Linked DNA regions of Mus musculus: regions 1, 3, 4 and 5 are each linked to region 2. A link is a contact called in public HiChIP or PLAC-seq and promoter capture Hi-C data. All regions are on one chromosome and are shown on one strand. The core of a region is the stretch at or near the end of the contact, and the rest is flanking DNA. Distances in the headings are between cores, read along the strand shown. Region 1 holds the start of Hnrnpk (heterogeneous nuclear ribonucleoprotein K). Region 2 holds the start of Smad5 (SMAD family member 5). Region 3 holds the start of 2210016F16Rik (RIKEN cDNA 2210016F16 gene). Region 4 holds the start of B4galt7 (xylosylprotein beta1,4-galactosyltransferase, polypeptide 7 (galactosyltransferase I)). Region 5 holds the start of Spock1 (sparc/osteonectin, cwcv and kazal-like domains proteoglycan 1).

Region 1 (2,700 bases), core at 40-2,539, 1.7 Mb after region 2:
CATGCCTTCTCCTATTCCAAAACGCCGGCAGCAAATGACGATCCCTCTGGGGACCACTTTAAATGCAGAGATCGGCCGGCCACTCCGCTAAACCCCCGGCCGCGGGGGTAAATGGATTCAGGCAAATCAGCCGGGTCTACGCACACAAACAGGCCCAGCCAGCCCTCTCGTCCCGCGGCCGCTGTTCCCACAGCGCGCTGGTGTTAACAGGTCCGCCGAGCGAGACCGACCGCGCGCGCTCGCCTCCCGCCCACGGGCCGGGCCTGGAAGCAGCGGCCAGCGACCGTCGCCGAGCGGCGAGCCTCTCCTCACCCGGATCCGACAGGAAATGGCGGCCCGCGTAATGGCGACTACGTGCGACTAGGCGGAGTCGCGCGAGACCCCCCTCCCCCACCCAGCACGCGGGCTCGCGAGCGCCCGTCCCCCGCACCTCCCCCACCACCCGAGACAAAGCCGCCGCGGCCGCCCCATCGGCCCCGCCGCGCAGCACCCCCCACCCCGGAGGTGGGGTGAGGAGGGAGGCCCACGCCGTGGAGGGACAAAGGGCGGCCGGGGCGCACACACACACACCACACCCGCGAGTCCACCGGACGGCCCGGCGCTCCCTCCACACGGGGCGCCCGCGTCGCAAACCCACAGGCCTCTCCTTCCCGGGTCCCTCAAGCCACCTAGCGCCGGCACGCCAACCGCAGGGGCACGCTCGGGGAAATGGCGGCGGTGGGGGGAGGGGAACCCGGGCAACGTTCCCCGGCGGGCCACGGCCGCCCCGAACGCCACCCCGGACAGCCGACTACGGCGTCCGACCCCGCTCCAGCCAGCGCGACCCGCCCGTCCCGCTCACCGCGCGAGTCCGCCGTTGCCTCCCGGCCGCGCCGCCTCCGACGGTCGGTCACTGCTAGACAGAGAACGAGGACAAACCCCCTCCCACTTCAGCGTCGCGCCCCATTGGCTGCCCAGGCTTCGGCGGTGGTGCGAGCGCGAAGCGATTGGCCCGTGGCCGCGTCAATTACGGCGCCGAGAACCCCGCCTTCCGCCGGCGACTCCCTTTGGGCTGGAAGGCCGCGGGCCTGAGAAAACTCGGGCATGGGGATAGCCCAAGCCGCCATCCCGGGGCGCCAACCCGCTCCGGGGACTCGCTACCCCGAAGCCCTAGCCCACCCAGATACCTACAGGCCGCAATCGAGTGGGAGACGAGCACGACGGCGACGTCCGTGCAGCGGAGAAGCAGAGGATAATGGCGTCTGCAGCGCTGTCGCCTGTAGCGCCCTCCTCCTTTCTCGTTCGCGCACTCTGTGGTGAGGGGGAGGGGAGTAGTGACAGACCTCTCGCGAGACTTCAGCGGCGCTGCTCACGTGTGCCGGGAGGGGCGACTGCGGGGGGATTTTCGAGCCCCGAGGGAGTTTGGCGCGATTGGAGGAGGGACGGTCGCCCCGTGAGCGCCCGATTGGGCGGGAAGAAGTGAAAGAGGGAAAAGAGAACCCAGCTGGGAACGGGAGAGGGAGAGCGGCGCGCGGCCCTGGGATCACGCTGCGGTGCGAGGCGAGGCGAGGCGAGGCGGGAAGGCCAGGTCGGTCGGTGCTCCGCCCGGGTTCCGCAGCTACCCGTTGTCGCGTCTCGCTCGCCCCCTCCCTCCCCGGCGCTGCGGGCTCTGCGCCCCCTCCGCGGCGCCCGGGAAACCCGCTGTGCTAACGGCTCCCCCGGCGGGGAGGGCGGGGGAGGGCTGGAAGCGGCGCCCGCTCCCAGGGAGCCCGGGGCTTACTTCCGTGTTGGGCCGGTGCGATGCAGACCCCCCGGGAACGCCGCGTAGGGAATGCCCGCGCGTCCGTGCTGCAGCGCTCCCTGGGACCCTCCCTGAGAAAGCTCGCAGGCACACTGCCCCGCCATGGCTGCCCCACCAGGGGAAGGGAGGGTCACTGCGGGTGCTCGCCTCGCTCCTCATCCTCACAGCAGAGCTCCACGGTCCCCAGACTCTGGCTGATGTCCGGATGTCAGCCTGTAGGGGTGACCTCCAGTTAGCGAGGCGTGTGTGCGAGCGCACCCTGTCCTACCTTTCCCTCGAATAATCCCAAAATGTGCACACCGGCCAGCACCCTGTAAATCGCTCCGTTACAGAGCGGTCGAGCCATCCTTTACCTAACTGACAGAAGAGACTGGGGCTTGAGGATCTGGTGAGGGGGCTCTCGTTCTGAGACAGCCTAGTGTAGCCCTGGCTGTCGTGGGATCCTGTAGATCTCCTGCCGCTGCCTCTCAAACGCTGGCATTAAAAGCGTGTGCCCCCACTCCTGGCTCAAGATTTTTCATATGGTGGTTTTTGACCCGGAGGGTCTCTCAAGAGATCCACCTGCCTCGTCCTCCCAAAGCAGGGATTAAAGGCAAGCGTAACCATGGCCAGCTAAAGTTAGTATTTCTTTTTTTCTTTTTCTTTTTTTTTTTTTTTTTTCCGAGACAGGGTTTCTCTGTGTAGTCTTGGCTGTCCTGGAACTCTGTAGACCAGGCTGGCCTCGAACTCAGAAATCCAATGCCTCTGCCTCCCAAGTGCTGGGAGTAAAAGCGTGTGCCACCACTGCCCGGCAAGTTAGTATTTCTAGTACAACATTTTTTTTTTCCGAGGCAAGGTTTCTCCGTGTAACCCTGGCTGGTCTGGAACTCAGAGATCCCCCTGTCTCTGCCTCCCGAGTGCTGAGATTATTGCCTGCATAG
Region 2 (2,737 bases), core at 162-2,661:
AATCCATGCCAGGCTCCAGAAGCCATGCCTTCCAAGGGCCGGTAACAGCAAAGACTTAACAGCCAGGAATCAGTAAGCCAGGCAGTGTTGGCGCATACAGAGTCCTCCTGCGCAGAGTTTATGATGTAGTAAAGAAGTTTAAGATGGAGACCTGAGATTGCACACTGATGGCCTGTAGGCTATATTGGGACCATGGGCTTGTTTTGTTTGGCTTGTACCAGGGTGAGTCTTCTCAATGTCTAAAAAAGAGAAGGGGAGGGCAGGTCAGGGAGCCCAGGAAAGAGACAAAGAGGCAGCTGATCAGATAAATGTGTGATTTCCTTTTAGTATAGAAAAAGATGCATTTCCAACTTTCTTCGAAAAGCCAGAAGATCTGCCAATAATGGGCGGACACTGCCACATTTCTTCCTGCGGATGGTTGGCTGCAGTCACAGCTGCTGCCTTCCCTTGGTGCTCTCTCTCTAGTTCCCCAGCTCTGGCCGGATTCTCACCTATCACCCTTTGACATGGCTGCTTCCATAAACGCCTCCTCACGGCATTTATTTAATCTCTTCCAAATAGAAACAAGCCGTTGGAGTCTGGAGAAACATGGAAACCGCCGCATTTGTGTGTCAAGTGAGGTGACCCTGGTTCAGGCGGAGGAGGTGGTAATAAAAGTGAGGAGAAACTGTCAGAATTAGGGATCTACAGAATTGATATTGGAGGATGGGATTGACTGGGAAAGGTTAAAAATAGTTCCAATTTACTCAAAAAGAAAACCGGTGTGTGTGTGTGGGGGGGGGGGGGATCAGTTTTAAAGACCTTTAAAAATAAACACGAAACTATTTTAAAAAGCTTTCCCTTGCTGTCCAAGCTGACCGTTTGGAGGGGAAGAGAAGCCAGACAGCCGGATTAGTACAGAGCTACCCTGTAAGACAGCTCGAGCACCTCTAAGCCTCCACTTGCTGAAGCCTGAGAGCTCAAGGCGCTCCCGGCTTCCAGATGTGGGGCGGTGTCCCGTGAACAGCTGGGACTGTGTCCTGAGAAATGGCCACTCGTCCTCAGCTCCGGGTTCAGCACTATCTCCACCTGCAGAGGATTTTCCCCCTTTGGGAGCAATATTAAGGCTACATCTAGTAAGCTGTGTGGTATCTGATGCTCAGCCAGAGGTCTCTGTCTCTTAGGGTTTCTATTACAAATCAATGAAAACGGCGAAGTTGTAGCTGAAGATACTTTTTAACGCTTTAGATTGGCTAGAAAGGTCTCCAGCTCTCCAGAGCGAGGACGACCGTTTCGCTATAAGGCGGGTGAGCTTGGCTAACCCAAGTGCCACTTCCAGGCTCGCTGCGGACAGCAGAAGCCAGGCCTCGGCCACTCCCGACGCGCATGCGCCGGCCGCCGCGGCCCTCCGCCGCCGCCCCCCCTCCCCCTCATCATCCGGGTCCCCGGCGAGCGGGCGCCGAGCGCTTGTCCCGGGGCCGAGCTGCTAATAAAGTTGCGGCGCGTGCACAGCGCGGCGACGGCGTGAGGAGAGCGCGCCTGGGCGGCGGGGAGGTGAGTGAGGGGCCCCAGGGCGGGCGCTCGGGGCCCGGCGGAGGGACAAGCGCCGGCGGCAGCGGCCCGCGTGAGGCTGGAGGCCTAGAGGCTCCCCACGCGGGACCTGACGGCACGGGACGGGGCTCCGCGCAGCGCGGGAGGCCCCGGTGCTAAGGAGGCCCCGCGCGGCCGACGAGGCCGGCGCGGACGAGGCCGCTGCCACCTCGGCGCGCCACCGACGCCCGGGCCCGCGCGCGGAGCCGCGCAGGCGGCCTAGGCCGAGCGCGCGCCCCGCCGCTTTGTGTCTGGGAGATAAGGATCCGCGCTTATCGGTGGGAATTACACTCCGGCCAGCCGGCTGGCGGCGACCCGCCCCTGCGCCCGCCCGCCCGCCCGCCCGCCCGCTCGCCCGCCCGTCACTCTCCGGACGTCGCAGAGGCTCCCTCGCTGCGCTAAACTTTGTGTGAGGAAGCGAAGCAGCTTTTGTCTCTGCCCCGGTCCCGGTGGTTCCCTTGGGCATGCGTGCCCAAGTTCAGACTCCATCCCCTCCCCCTGCCCTTTCTCCTCTGCGCTTCTGGCTGCGCCGAGCCGGGAACCCTAAGCTCTGGGAACTTCCCCGGTGGCGGCCGTCTTAGGGTCAGAGCATGCTCAGTGGCCCGGACTTTTCGGTTGCAGAAGGAGCTGGCGGGGATGGTCGAGGTATTTGGAGGTGTGCCAGCGATCCGAAGCGTGTCTCTGTGTGTGTGTGTGTGTGTGTGTGTGTGTGTGTCCGGTTTGTGATGGCCCCGGCGAAAGGAGTCCCGGCCAACCTGGAAGGCAGGAACGGCCGAACACTGTAGGCTAGATCTTTATCTTGATCGTAAAAGACAGTGTTTCCTGAGCAGCTGGAGGGGGGTGGGGGGTGGGTATTTCTGGCTGCTGCTGCGTTTAGATGGGTGTGGTGCTAAGTATATCTTGTTTATCTTTCTGTGGAAAAAGTTTTGAAGTCTGGTGGAGTTGATCACATCATGCCTGTTGCCTAGCACTATCAAGTGTATGCCTACCTAGCAACGGACACTGGGCGATCAATGGAATTTGTTGGTTGCTTTGACAGAGGCTAAGCGAAAGGGTACATGTGATTTCTTTTCTTTCTGACAGGGTTTTGCTAGGCAGACCTTGAACTCTGGCCAATCCTCCTGCCTCAGCTTCCAAGTGCTGGGATTACAGGGGTGAGCCATCACCA
Region 3 (2,808 bases), core at 73-2,572, 1.7 Mb after region 2:
ATCTTTGAGTGACAAGCCTTATATGGATGGCTGAAACATTTAACAGAATAAAAGGCAAAAATAAAGGAAATCTCCGATTAGAAAAAATAAAAAGGGATAGATTTTAAGCACATTTTGTTATTGCTTCTTGTCCACAGTGAACAAACTTCAAATTTTAAGTTGCTGGCCTTAAACCTGGCTTTGGAAGGAAAAGCATTAACTCAGAATGATCATACCTGCTAAACCCCTCCCTCAGCAACAAACTCACCTCAAACTCTGCCTCGTCCCTGTAAGAAGGGAAGTTCTCAACAATCAGCTGCATTAACTTCTGCGCACTTCTGCCACTTTTTTGGACACAGTTAAGAAAAGAGCCTCCAAACTTCTCCAGTAGGATTTTCCCAGTTTCATTGAGAATCCGATGTCTCTCTTCCATTAAAGGCATGGGCACAGCTGTGTCTGAACGAAATATATCCCGCACCTGCTCGAGGCTCACTGTGGCGTAGTAGGAGGCGCTGGTTATCGGTATCCCTTTAAAGAGAACAATCCACAGATTTTTTATTTAATTTTTTGCAATTAGCAAAAAATATGAAATCAAATTCATGTTAAAGAAGGCAGAGTGTTGTGGCGCTGGCCTAATCAGCTGGATGGGATCCCTGTGGGTTCGAGGCTAGTGTAGTCTGAATTCTACACTGAACAGGACTACTCTGCCTGCCTCTGCTTCCAGAGTGCTGGGATTAAAGGCGTGCGCCACCACCGCCCGGCAAATAAATCTTTTTTTTTTTTTTAATGATTTTTTTTTTTTTTTTTTTTTTTTTAAGAAAACCGGCTTTGCCTCCTGTGCTGATTGGCATACATTGCTTCTGTATGTCCGGACTTCTGCTTTGGGCAGAGGTCACCTCCCGCGCCTCGCAGCACCCACCCAGGTTTAAGGCTGGCACCCACCTTGGTCGAGCGCGCGGTTGACGGCGGCGCACAGGGCCCAGTAGCCAGTGTAGGGCGTCCCGCCGTAGCGCACCGCACACTTGCTGTCCTCCCGCTCGGCCCAGAAGGAGAAGTTGAGCGAGTCCACCAGGAACACCCAGCCGAGCGCAGCCTCGTCCGCCCCGCGCGGGTTGAGCTCGTGCAGGGACTTCCACTGCTCCACGCGCCACGCCGCGGCCGCGGGCAGCAGCAGCTCGGCCGCCCTGCGCACGCCCTCGTGGTCCACGAGCACGTCGCGACTGTTCTCGGCCACGAACCTCGCCGACTCGCGCGGCGAAAGCGGTGGCCCCATGCTGTTTCGAACCCGGAGCCTCGGCCTCCGCCAGGGCCAAGCACTTGCGCCCACTTCCGGGTCTGAGGTCCGGAAGTTGCCCTGCGGGAAGCTTCCGGCCGGCCTCTGGGACTCCTTGTGTTCGGCCGTCGTGTTTCTTGTCGCGTCCCCGTCGCACTCCCGTCTTTGAGGAAGGCTTGGGATCGCGCGGGGCGTGGGGACTCTGGTTGCTGCCCGGCGCCACCCCGAGGCTAGGTGCCTCGGAGGGCCGCTCAGCACACCCCACACTTCAGAGGCCGAATGAAGGTTTAGGAGTCACTGGAACATTGACTGCATGAGGGAACAGTACAGTTAAACCTTGCATCTGACGCCCTTGCATCCAACAGGAGTGATGGTGATCCCAGGTTTGCAAGGAAAGGGAAATGATTCCAGGAGGAGGTTCCCCACCACCAAGCAATGGCCTAGATTGAAATGTATGCCTGTGTTTGTCTGTCAGACTAAATCAAGGGAACTGTCTGAACCAGACACAAACGCCAGTCGTTCTGACGGTCAAGGTGTGTCACAGCAAGACAGTGCAAAAGTCCCTCCATCTTGTACTCTTGCTGAGGCGGTTCCAGGTTTAACTAGAATCTGATCTTGATGAAGAGTCCCGTGGGTAATTACCCAACTGTATTCAAGGAGCCCAAAGGTCAGCTAACTTATCTTAGCTAAAAGATCTTGCTTTCTGGGAAGCCCTCGTACAGCTGCAAAGCAAAGTACCCGGGTGTGATTTCTTGCCTTTAAAAAACTGTTGATCTGGACAGTTGGAACCACACCTCCTAGGTCTCTGAATACCTACCTGGGTGTGGTCCCAGCCAGCTGGAATAGACTTTCAATTGATTATAAACTGTGTGACTAGTCATCTCTATAGGGTTACCTGGAACAAAGTAGGAATTATAAAGTATCAACCCAACCCCTAAAACTTAACATACTTAAGATACATTGGTCAATGTTGAAAAGATGCCTGGAGATGCAGAATCAGTATGAAAGTATGTTTTTATTATCTGGGCGTTTCTCATTGTTGTTCTGAGGCAAGGCCTCTGTGGCCTTGGATCACCTGGAATTTACTATGTGGACCAGCTAGACTCAAACTCATATAGATCTACCTGCCTCTATCTTCTCAGTGCTAGGATTGAAGGCATAGGCCACCATACGCGGCTTTGTTTTTTCTTTTAAATACTGATTTTTCTATCCTGCAATTTTGCTTTAATTAAAGAGTTTCCTAGTAGATTCCATAAAGGTCTTTTTAGAAAAAAGTATTTTTATTTTGTGTATGAATGTTTTGCCTGCATGCATGTATGTGTTCCATGTGTGTGCCTGCTGCCTGCAGAGGCTAGAAGAGGGTGTTGGAGCCCCTGGAACTGGAGTTACAAGATATTGGGAACAGCCATATGGGTACTGGGTTCAGACCTGGGTCCACTGGAAGAGAAGCCAGTACTCTTAACTTTGAGGGCATCTCTCAAACGCCTCTATAATGTCTTATAAGTATAGAAACACATCATTTGCAAGTAGGAATAGTTCGATTCTTTTCCTGTTTC
Region 4 (2,822 bases), core at 69-2,568, 1.1 Mb before region 2:
GGTCTCTGCAGGAGGTCAATCCTGCCTTTAAGATCTGCCACATCAGGCTGGAGAGATGACTCAGTGGTTAAGAGCACTGACTGATCTTCCAGAGGTCCTGAGTTCAATTCCCAGCAACCACATGGTGTCTCACAACCGTCTGTAATGGGCATCCGATGCCTTCTGATGTGTCTGAAGAGAGTGACAGTGTACTCACATATATAAAATAAATCTTAAAAGAAAATTAAAAAAAAAAAAAAGGTCTGCCCCATCTATGGTTGACTTGGTAAGTTTCTGGTGTGGGATGCAGAGCCCTAGGTGAGCCACAGAGCAAATCATTGAGTTGTGTTTGTTAGGGTTTAAGAGGGGAAAGAAAGTTAAGAACAATTAACTTAACCAATAGTGAAGATCTACCTTGAAACAATGCACTTGAAATTGGAGATCATGGATTGTGGCTGGAAAGATTGTGCACACAAACCAATGACCTGCCTGTGCCTTGGTCCTTTCATCTTCACAATGGAAATAATACCTATTCATAAAGACTGAATAAAAGCACAGCCATAAAGAACTTAGAACAGGAGCTGGAGAGATGGCTCGATGCTCTTCCAGAGGTCCTGAGTTCAAATCTCAGCAACCACATGGTGGCTCACGGGCTGACAACCATCCGTAATGAGATCTGATGCCCTCTCCTGGACTGTCTGAAGTCAGCTACAGTGTACTTACATATAATAACTAAATCTTAAAAAAAAATGAGTAGCACAAAGTAAAACTTAATAAATGTTAGGTACTTATTAGAATATTAAATTTTGCCTGAAAGAACAGACATGAAGTCTAGTAACTGCCTCTCTTTTCCCAGGTGGGGAAGAGGGGAAGAGAGTAGATAAATTCACACAGGCAAAGAGGCGGCTCAGTCTCCTATTCATTCCTTAGGTTCTCAAATCGGACGACAGCATTTATATAGTGTGACTGTGCCAAGCACTGCACCAAATGGGTTTTCGTTTCCTACAATGACCACACAGAATACGAACAATTTATATAACCCAAGTGATGAAACCGTCACAGAGAAATCGACTCGCCTCAGCGTTGTTAAATTATCAGAGCAGTGTTTGAAGCACAATCAGTCTTCCGAGATCAGCTCCGAATTCTGAACTGGATCTTATGCTCCAAGAGTACGTGCTTTCTCTGCTGGGCTGACCGTAGGAATGCTGCGATGATACCAGCCTTCACTTGGGGGAAAAAGGAGGAAGATGTACCTTATCCCAGACGTTCTGTTATGCAGTACACGTCTAGTTCCAGCTAGTCTCTAGCTTGTTTGGTCGCCTTTGACTTGGGTGATGGGAGGGAACTCCCTTTCTTGTGACATCCAGTGGGCCCTTGTATGTAGTGAGAACCTAGCTAGGTCCCGCCATCGGTTCTCCAGACAGCAGAACCTTATAAGCTGTGGCTCTGAGGTGCAGCCGGCCCAACCGGAGGGACGGACTCGGCGGACCGGGGGGCGGGGCGGGGGCGGAGACGCCGCGTAGGCTGGGCAGGCCGGGCAGCGGGGCTTTGAGCCAGAGCCCCATGTCCTGCTGTGTCCCGCCACGATGTTGCCCTCCCGGAGGAAAGCGGCGCAGCTGCCCTGGGAGGATGGCAGGTGAGCGGCCGCAACGGGCAGGAGCCGCGTCCCCCTGGGTGCCATTCCTTTTCTCGACCTCCTGCAAATCTTAGCAGCCCTACGCTGTCGCATCTGGGTTTCTGGGGGTCACCCTGAGTGTTTGTGGTTCTCTGGGGGTGGGGGGAACGTCATTGGTATTGTCTGCACGGCTCTCTTTTCCTACTAGCTTCTATTCTGCGCGTCCCTGTGTCTGGGTCTCTGCCTTGCTCTCTCCATTGATCTTTTTGTTTGGACCGCGAACTAGTCCAGTGGCTCTCAACCTGTGGGTCGCGGCCCCCTTGGGTTGCATATATCAGACATTTATGTTACGATTCATAACAATAACAAAACCACAAATGTGGAATAACGACGACATTTATGGTTGGGGACCACCACAACCGTGAGGAGTTGTATAAAAGGGCTGCAGCAGTAGGAAGGCTGAGAACCACTCTTTCTCCTGTGCCTTTGTGTGTTTGTCTGTCTGTTTTCATGTAGCAGATGATTCTGTTCGTTTCTTACAGCGGATCTCTCTGTGTTGTGGCGCTGAAGGTCTTTATTTATTTATTTATTTATTTTCTGTCTGCCCCGTCATATCCATGTGACTTCAAATCCTATCCTTCGCCTTCATGCCCTCTCATACTTTGCGGTTGGCCGGGAAGATCACACCAGACAGAGCTTCCTGTGTTCTCTTCCTGGTTGGTTAGCCATTGCCTGTCTTATACTAGACACACCCAGTAGTTCATTTCCTGTGCTGCTGTACTTGTGTGGGGGTCTGCTTTAAGTGTTAGGTGTGAGTCTGGCTCATACCCGAGTTTAAGATATTTCTCACTGAAACAGAATGGCGGAGGTGATTTTCCTGCCTAGATTTATGGGGCATTACACTTTTAGGCTTGAAGCATCTTTTTGTTTGGACCTTGGGCTAGTCCAGTGGTTCTCAACCTGTGGGTCGCGCCCCCCCATGGGTTGCATACATCAGATATTTATATTATGATCCATAACAATAACAAAGTCACAGGTATGGAGGAACAATGTAATTTATGGTTGGGGGCCCCCATTTTCTTTCCCCCAACACGTTAGTGTATATTCACTTAATGAATGACACATTTGTTAGATATTGTAAGGCTCTAGAATTTAGTGGACACACTTTTGGGGTGTTTGTTTCTTTTTCTTTTTCTTTTCTTTTTTTTTTTCAGATTTGGTGTTAAAA
Region 5 (2,700 bases), core at 91-2,590, 1.2 Mb after region 2:
TGACCTCATGGCTTCTTAATAAATGAGCTATACACATCACTAGAGATTTTTTTTTCCTGATGCACCCAAAAGATAGCCAGATCCTGCAGCTCCCAGGACCTTCCTTCCAGGGTTTGGTAAAGTCAGTCTGCCATCAGTAGCTCTCAGACACTTGGAGAGCCCCTCTCCCCAAGCTGCTTAAGGTTTGTGCCCTGTTTCTGTGAGGACAGCTGCATCGATCCTACAAGTGCACATACCTGGAATACAGGTAACACGCAAGAGCACCCAGCCTTCCAAGTTCTCTTTAAAGTTCCTCTCAGGCTAGACGGATGCACTGTGGACCTCCATGAGAGGTTTGAACCTACCACCCCCAACCCCTACACTGGTCTCTGAGCCCCCCCCCCCCATTTTCCACCCCCAGCCGAACTCACATCTCGGAAGCGGTTCCAGTACTTGTCACGGTCATACTGGGAGACAGTGCTCAGCCACTGGTCATTGTCTAGGAAATTGGCGTTGTTGAGGGCCGCGCCACCGGCCAGCGCGTCCAGGTGCCGGCTGTCCACTTGGAGGAAGCACCACGCCGCGGCGGCCGCCGCGAGCACCGCGATCGCTGGCATCTGGGGGCAGGGCACACGGGCGTGAGCCGGTGACAACAGGGCTACCTCAAGCCCCTCACTCCCACCGGGTGTCTGGGCGCCTAGGGGCGCGCACAAGCTGCAGCGCCTGGGCTCACCGCGGGGACAGGGTGGTCCCTCTCACACCTGGGACGGAGGTTGCACCTGGAGAGCCCTTATGCATGGAAACAGCTACAAACGCAGAGCCTAGGTCACCGACTCGGGGCCGCCGTCAAACTACTGAAGACCCTCTCACCGGCTCTCCGTTGTGGGGCTCCAGTACATCTCCCCCAAAACCCGGATGCTCAATGTGCCAGCCGCACTCCCACAGACGGGCCCCACAGCTCTGGTGTAGGGATAGGGATAACGGCGCTCTGAGCATCATCCCAGGCTCTGGCAGACGGGGGCTTTGGGGTGCCCTCAAGCCGGGCTTCCCGTTCCCAGCTAAGGCAAAGGTCTCTCTGCTCCCGGCCCGCGGCTTCTGCGCAACAGGGACACGCAGAAATGCCCCCAGGCCCTGACCCTGCCAGCCCGGGAGATGGCCTCAGGAAGGTCCCAACTACGCCAAATATGCCAAGTTGGGGCTCAGTGTTCTGCGGACACGTACCTTGGGAGCCCGCCCGAGTCCCGGCGCCCGAGTTGCTGGGGTTCCTGTACCGCGGTGGCTGGGAAGGCTGATGCCCGGCTCGTTCCCTTGCGCACCTGCCGCCGCCGCGCGTCCGGCCGCTTTGTGAGCCCGCAGCGCTCTGGCTCGTCTCGGGCGCGGCGTCCGCGGGCGGAGAAGCCTGAGCTCCTAGCCGAGGCCTCTGGCGCCCCCTGGCGGCTACTTGGCGCTCAGCGGTCCCATCCGGGAGCGTGATTCATTCGCAGCTCTACAGGGCTGACACAGATTTCAAGCTCAGGGAAATGATGTTAGAAGGCCAAGAAGTCGCCAGTGTTGAGGGACTCTCAACGAGTAAGTGCTTGGGACACCCGTCTCAGAATCTCTACGGTGGAGAGAGGAGACTCTCTCCAAGAGTCGGCCCTTTAAATGAGTCCCTGTTGCGTCTTGTGCACAGACAATATTTAGGTGAACTTCTCTACTCCCTGGTTCAAGCCATACACCCAGCATCTCTAAGTCTGATCTCCAACCAGAGCCACCCCTAAGAGTCCTGTGGAACCGACCTCCAGCTTCAAGCACGGACAGAAGGAGAAAGCTGGCCTTGACCCAGCCCTCTCTTCTCTTTCCAAATACTCAGCGTGTTTGGTTTAATAGGGGTGGGAGCGACTTAACAGGTGCATCGCTGCCTACTTCTTGGCACAGCTATAGCCTATAGCCCTGAACACACACACACACACACACACACCAAACTCAAAACCCTTCAGGACACTTCCCTGAGAAACACCCAAACCCTAGTCCCCTGCACACCTGGTCCTTGCCCTCTTACCCTTCTGCCTCTGTTTGCCCCCACCCACCCACCCACCCCTGCCTTCTTGTCCCCACTTTCTACACAGGCTAGCCTTGGGGTCAGACCCCAGTGGCAAGGGCTCCTCCAGGCCTGGGATCACTTTGCCCCTGGGCAGACTTGAGCTACCAGAATATCTGAATGCATTCTGCAGCTGCCTCATCTCCATTTGTTCCGAGATTTGTGGTCCCTGTGATTCAGGCCAGGACCTCGGTGACACTGCCCTGAGAACTCAGTGTTTCTCCAGCTGCAAGCTCACTGCGCTTAAGGTCACTTATGGCAAGCGTGACCTTCCCGTGGGCTGGAACTCTCTGACAGTGCGATCTGCCTTGCTCTCAGCAGCTGCACCAGTCATGACACACCACCAACAGTCAGTATCAGAGGGATCCTGAGCCCTGCTTTTCAATATGCCACCACGATGATGTGGCCGGTTGTGAGTCGTGCTGTAATAATTGGGCAGATGGCATGGTTTAAGCATGTGAATTGCAGTTCTTGTGCATTCTGGGAGGCCTTAGTACAGGAGAAGTGGAGTCTTTTTTTTTCATGTTGGGGAAACACCTCACCCAGAGAGTATCTTATCACGGGGATGAACACAGTGAGTATCTGATGTCATAGCTGGAGAGAGAGAGGCTTGGGATAGTGAGAGGAATGCATCTCATTTC

The links. Promoter capture Hi-C pulls out the DNA fragments that hold promoters and counts their contacts. HiChIP or PLAC-seq counts read pairs in DNA pulled down with a chosen protein or histone mark.
Region 1: a FOXA1 HiChIP or PLAC-seq map of pancreatic cancer cells shows a contact between it and region 2. The contact joins the promoter of Hnrnpk here to the promoter of Smad5 in region 2. A contact is called at or near these places in 1 of 115 datasets of contacts at active chromatin or transcription factors (pancreatic cancer cells) and 1 of 9 other capture datasets (liver).
Region 3: a contact with region 2 is called in a promoter capture Hi-C map of liver, with 5 times the contacts expected there. The contact joins the promoter of 2210016F16Rik here to the promoter of Smad5 in region 2. A contact is called at or near these places in 2 of 39 promoter capture datasets (liver and pre-B cells) and 1 of 9 other capture datasets (liver).
Region 4: a promoter capture Hi-C map of pre-B cells shows a contact between it and region 2, with 3 times the contacts expected there. The contact joins the promoter of B4galt7 here to the promoter of Smad5 in region 2. A contact is called at or near these places in 2 of 39 promoter capture datasets (liver and pre-B cells).
Region 5: a promoter capture Hi-C map of hippocampal neurons shows a contact between it and region 2, with 5 times the contacts expected there. The contact joins the promoter of Spock1 here to the promoter of Smad5 in region 2. A contact is called at or near these places in 1 of 39 promoter capture datasets (hippocampal neurons) and 1 of 115 datasets of contacts at active chromatin or transcription factors (stem cell-derived neural progenitor cells).

Annotation. Positions count from the first base shown.
Region 1 is chr13:58,401,223-58,403,922 of GRCm38.p6, forward strand. Hnrnpk (heterogeneous nuclear ribonucleoprotein K) reads right to left here and starts at 1,290. Exons shown (of 16, transcript NM_025279.3): 1 at 1,171-1,290. It overlaps Rmi1 (RecQ mediated genome instability 1), which reads left to right and starts at 1,375. Exons shown (of 3, transcript NM_028904.3): 1 at 1,375-1,567.
Region 2 is chr13:56,701,599-56,704,335 of GRCm38.p6, forward strand. It overlaps Smad5 (SMAD family member 5), which reads left to right and starts at 1,412. Exons shown (of 7, transcript NM_008541.3): 1 at 1,412-1,533.
Region 3 is chr13:58,383,903-58,386,710 of GRCm38.p6, forward strand. It overlaps 2210016F16Rik (RIKEN cDNA 2210016F16 gene), which reads right to left and starts at 1,323. Exons shown (of 4, transcript NM_027335.1): 1 at 922-1,323; 2 at 248-507. The coding sequence starts at 1,252.
Region 4 is chr13:55,598,578-55,601,399 of GRCm38.p6, forward strand. B4galt7 (xylosylprotein beta1,4-galactosyltransferase, polypeptide 7 (galactosyltransferase I)) reads left to right here and starts at 1,319. Exons shown (of 6, transcript NM_146045.2): 1 at 1,319-1,615. The coding sequence starts at 1,566.
Region 5 is chr13:57,906,992-57,909,691 of GRCm38.p6, forward strand. It overlaps Spock1 (sparc/osteonectin, cwcv and kazal-like domains proteoglycan 1), which reads right to left and starts at 1,341. Exons shown (of 12, transcript NM_009262.3): 1 at 1,201-1,341; 2 at 411-596. The coding sequence starts at 596.